Linked DNA regions of Danio rerio: region 1 is linked to region 2. Evidence: chromatin contacts called from public Hi-C data. All regions are on one chromosome and are shown on one strand. The core of a region is the stretch at or near the end of the contact, and the rest is flanking DNA. Distances in the headings are between cores, read along the strand shown.

The links. A called contact is a pair of places that touch in the nucleus more often than the background predicts.
Region 1: a contact with region 2 is called in a Hi-C map of hematopoietic stem cells, with 1.7 times the contacts expected there. The contact joins the promoter of epn1a here to the promoter of il11a in region 2. A contact is called at or near these places in 2 of 18 Hi-C or Micro-C datasets (caudal fin and hematopoietic stem cells) and 1 of 4 datasets of contacts at active chromatin or transcription factors (embryo).

What each region holds. Positions count from the first base shown.
Region 1 is chr16:13,093,855-13,096,554 of GRCz12tu, forward strand. It overlaps epn1a (epsin 1a), which reads left to right and starts at 1,387. Exons shown (of 14, transcript NM_001328116.1): 1 at 1,387-1,802.
Region 2 is chr16:12,960,607-12,963,393 of GRCz12tu, forward strand. It overlaps il11a (interleukin 11a), which reads left to right and starts at 1,411. Exons shown (of 5, transcript XM_693882.11): 1 at 1,411-1,833; 2 at 2,591-2,751. The coding sequence starts at 1,827. The region is part of intron 1 of LOC141378180 (a long non-coding RNA gene); the gene reads right to left.

The DNA.
Region 1 (2,700 bases), core at 137-2,636, 130 kb after region 2:
AATACCAGGGAAATACTTGTCATCTCCTCATAACTCACCCGCTTGTATAGGTGAACATGACGCCCGGTTTTATCTGCCGAGTTAATACCGCACTCAGGACTGCTGTCACGGCTTCAGTCAACTCTTCTTCAGTACTAACTTACTACGACACCAAAACCGTGCAATTATATTGGTTTGGATGAATATAAAAATCATGATGCAAGATTTTGTCATTGTTGTTAAAATATTCTAGCACTGCTGCTTCAAAAATAAATAAATAATTAAATAAATAGATGAAAAGTAAGGAAAGAAAAACAAAAAGAAGAAAGAATGATGGAAAAGAGTTTAAATGACAATTTTGGTTAACCTATAACTTAATTTATAACCTATAACTTAATTTAAACTTAATTTATAATTTTGAAGACTAAAATCTATACAAAATTCTACATTATTTCCTAGAACTTTACTAATTTCTGAGGGCACTGCTTACAATTATGACAATTATGGTGCCAGATCAGTCTCAAAAACTACATTCATTCATTTTTTTTCGGCTTAGTCCCTTTATTAATTCGGCATCGCCACAGCGGAATGAACCGCCAACTTATCCAGCACGTTTTTACGCAGCGGTTGCCCTTCCAGCCACAATCCATCTCTGGGAAGCATCCACACACACACTCATACTACGGACAATTAAGCCTAATTCACCGCATGTCTTTGGACTGTGGGGGAAACAGGAGCACCAGGAAGTAACCCAGGCGATCACAGGAAGAACATGCAAACTCCACACAGAAACGCCAACTGCCCCACCCGAGGCTCGAACCAGTGACCCAGTGACCTTCTTGCTGTGAGTCGACAGCACTACCTTCTGCACTACTGCGTCGCCTCAAAAATTACAATTAAATTAAATTACAAAATCCAATTTCATACGTCACACATATATTCACCAAATGAATTGGATTTGTGTATTTTTGAACTGTGTTTTGAATATACAAATTGAATTTGTGTATTTACGAATCATGTTTTGAATTAACAAGTTGGAATTATGTATTTACGAATCGTGTTTTGAATTTACAAATTGGATTTGTATATATATTTTTTATTTACAAATTGCATTTGCGTATTTACTAATTGTGGCACGAATGAATCGTGTTTTGTGTAATTTTTTTTATCTTATTTTGAATTTACAAATTGGATTTTGCAAATGTGAATTGTGCTGTGCATGTAGGAATGATATTTTGTAAATGTATTATTTTTGAGACTGATCTGGCACCATATCTTCATTTACTCATTGACTCTGAAACATAAAACGAACTTTCTCACTTTTTTCAAGAAATGCACAAAAAGTAAAACTACCCAAACGTCGTATCGCCACGGCTTATGAATATTCAAATCAGGGAGCGCGCAAGGGGGCGCGGTCCGTCCGGCAGCGGGGAAACGGAAGCGGAAGTGCCGCCATCTCCTCGTACCATCCGAGCAACAGCAGGGTCAGTACAGACGATATTTGGGGAAGTATTGTAGTCTATTACGTTAGTACAAGCGGTTACATGACGCGTTATTTGTTTAAATGACGAACGCGACTCGAGGGGTGATAGTCGTGAAGGAAGAGCAGCGTCGCGTCACTCTGTCACGCACACGCGCGCGTCTCTTTATGAGTTGAGTTAGCATAGCGGCGCGCTCCCGTCTCTAAATGAGTGTTTTTAATTCAGCGCCGTGACAGAAACAGCAGCGCTTCGCTTTTCTGCCGTCTTCGCTGGTAAGAACCCGCTTTCTGGTGCTCGGCTAGATGTCTGGGCGTGTTTGAGAGGCACAACAGAAGCGCAACGGTAAGTAGCCTCCGCTAGCTGATCTCAAGTGCACTTGGTAGTGATCTCTTTCTATAAGTTTGAGCTACGGAGGGCTTGTTTTGAGCTGAAGTTGCTTTTTACGAGAGTTGATTGACTGTTAGGAATGATAGAATCACATTTGTTTGGTAGCAGGGTGGAGGTTTAGAAAGGTGTGTGTGTTGATTGATAGCTTACACTGGCATCTGTACAGGCAAAGATAAACTACACAGCACTTTAACAGATCTGGTGCTTCACCAACTGTCAGATTTCACACACTATCTAAAGCAACAGTTGTCTCTGTGAAGTTCATTGAATGTTGTTTATCTCCTTGTCAACTTGATTTGGAAACCACCTGTTGGCTCCCTGAATTCACTTTTTTTTTGGAGGTTGAAGTCAAGGTCCTTAATTGACAACAGTTCATTCAGACTTTTGTACTTTGCTCTTGGCATATTCAGAGAAGCTGGCTATGGGACTGTTATCAGGTCACAGCCTTATGCAAGAGTGCTGCATATTAATACACCCTATCATGAACTACAACTTATCACCTAGTCTTTGTCTTGATTGGCTGACACTCTTTACTGGATACATTTATAGTATGTTTGCCTAAATATAATGCGACCGTGATGTGGTCAAGGGTGAAAAGATCAGCTTATGTCAGTAACTGTTTTCTTCCTGTTTAGTGCTGTGTGTTTAACTTAATATTTACCATGTGAAGCCTGACATCTGAAATTGTAGTCAGTAAAAATTAACCAGTCTTTTAAGTTAGGATGGGTTATTGAAATTTGTACGAAATCCTGAAGATGTTTGCACAACTGTTAATGTTCAGTATTACATTAGAGAGGCCTATAAAGATCATTATTTTTTTGTGGTGAATATTACTTGTCAAACAAATATTTGT
Region 2 (2,787 bases), core at 161-2,660:
AGCAAACATGAAAACTGGTGTCATTGCATTCACTTGTATGTCAATGACAGCGATATGAAATGAAAGCGATATCTAGGGTTTTAGGGTAATCGGCGAAGCCAGTCTATTCTTTTCATTTCCTATAAGATGATGCTGAAAATTCATAAAATAAATAACTTTTTATATCAGATGTGATAGACACTGTCTCTGTTCGCAATTATGAAATATGAATATGAAAACTGATTTACATTATTTAACGATGCAGGTTTTACAGACTACAGAAGTTTGTTACACATCACCTCCAAACTAGGTGTTAAAGTGACAAGAAAATGGATGACAGGATCAGGAAAGCCCGGAATTAAACCTCAGTGCCCATGAACTACCTACTGTGCCAACACTTCAGTGCTTAGATAATCATTCCCATACCTTCATGTGTGCCCCTTGCACACGTTTGAAGTCGTTTCTACACCTCTGAGTGAGTTTTTCTTCACTTTTCGTGAATCTGGAAAGGTCAGCTATTAATGCCGCATGTGTATTTAAGGTCGCATTAACCCCTCATACTTTCTCTCCCGGTCTGGAAACTCCTCTCCACTTCTGTTGCAAACACTGTGCTATGCTTTATTGCATGTGACTCCGTGTTTCCAGTGCCATGCACTGCTTTCTGTATATGCTAAATTAACCTTCCCCCTCTCTCTCTCTCTAACTCTGTCTGTCTCTCTTGAAGGGTTAGTGCTAATGTTCTGCAAGTTCCTTATAACTGTTACTATGCAACACGTACAGGCCTTACTCTGCAACACCTTACTCTTTTTATTCCTTCTCTCACTCTTTCCTTTACCCTGGAGAGAAAGAAGGGGGAGCGTCAAAGAGGCAAAAGAGTGGAAATAACAGACTGCTGTCTCAGGACAAGTTTGAATTTGTGTATATGGTAAATACATGCAATGGAGCTTCCCTTTACATTATGCAAATAGTGTGTTTATTCCTAATATAACGGGGCTGAGAGAAAGACACACCGGGAAAGTTATGAAACTCAGATTGGCCGATATAAAAAGAAACAAAGGGCTTTTTAAACTTTTGTAGGGAGAGAAGGGAAGAGATCTGAAGATGAAAAGATAAAGAGATGGACGATTTGATTGGCATAGATCTCGTAGCGGGATGGAGCAGAGGAAGAGAGATAGCAGGAGAGATAGGCAGACCTAGAGAAAATGATATTGCCAGAGGATGAAAAAAATAAAAACAACAGAAATGTCTTTTTTTTTCTTTCAAAAACTCGCAAAAGGAGACGCCGAGGGGCGGGAAGCGCGCTCTGAGGAGAGAGAGAGTGTGTGTGTCTGTTTGTGCATGTGTGTGTGAGAGTGTTTTTATGAATGAACTGATGACTCAGAATGTGTCATACCCCCGTCTTTATAAAGGAAGTTTTAAACAAGCCTAAACATTTCACTTCGCGAAAAATTAGACTCGCATCCTTCTCTCTCTCTCTCTGTCTCTCCCTCTATACACCTCTCTGACCCTCGCCGTGTGTATATTTCCATCCTCATTCGCGTTTGTTAAAACTAAACGGCTATTGGGACTGGACAGAGTCGAGTTTTTGGTCCTTTTTTTCTTGTTCTCGCTAATTCTGCACTTCTGCCATTCATTCATTCATTTCACCTCACGCTCTGCCTCTGTTAAACTACTGTCGCGAGCCGTTCGCGCGGATACTGAGAGAGGGAGACCAACTCTGGAGCACGTGACAACATCTGGACGTTCATTTATTTATTAATTTGTACACTTTTGTTTATTTAAATATTTATTCTTCTGCGTATTTATTTGCGACGTGTCTACCTTTTAAAACAAGGACTTGGACAAATATGAAATGTAAGTGTCTAATTTAATATATAGTAGCTCTGTTATATTTGTTTACATTTAGTCATTATTTCCATTGTTGACACTTGTTGCTTTAAAGCATCTAAGCATTTGTAATTAGAGCACTCGCCTCTGAAAAGACAGGTTTTTAAAAACGCATGTTAGTGTTCAGTTCTTAAAAGAGCTATTTTTTTTTTACTTAAATAACTTTCATTTTAATTAAAATGACCTTTTTTACTGTTTAAAAAAAAGCATGTGTAATAAAAAGGTTTGATGAATGTTAAAGATTCTTTATGGACCCCTCATTAGCAATAATAAACCTTTGTTTTTTAAGAGTTACTAGTAATCATCCCCCTACAGACTTCTTGAACTGACAAGCCTTTAATGTTAATAATAAACATGGGACTTTTTGATTGAAACCTGGTCAGGTTGTAAGTGTTAATGGATAAAGTTAGTTTGACAGGATAATGGCTTGAGGCTCTTGTGGTTAGTTCATTAGAGAGGCATTTATCATGTCGACAGTAATAATGGATCAAGTGTTACTCGCTCAGGGCACACAGCAGCCTGCTGGTGAGTTGCTTCCTAAAGTGAGATGCAATTGAGATGGAAAAGTGAGTGATTTCCTTCTCCTCAAAAGATAAAAGAAGCATCCTCTGGCTGAGATTATTGATTTTGGACATGTGGAAACACAGTCCAGGGGTGACATTGGCTATTTGACAGACATACTGTTGTGTGTGACTGTGCATCAATGATTTGCTCTCCTCCACAGTGCTGGGTGACTCCTCCTCATCGCTGCTTCTCTCGCTGCTGCTGGCTCAACTACATTTGTTAGCATCTGCGTTCCCTGTCCATCACCGGCGGAACCAGATCGACTTCGACAAGCTGAGCAATCAGACCAAACTCCTTCTGACGCTGACTCGGAATCTATTGGTGAGTTGATCTGCTTAGTGAGGAAGTTCACACTGT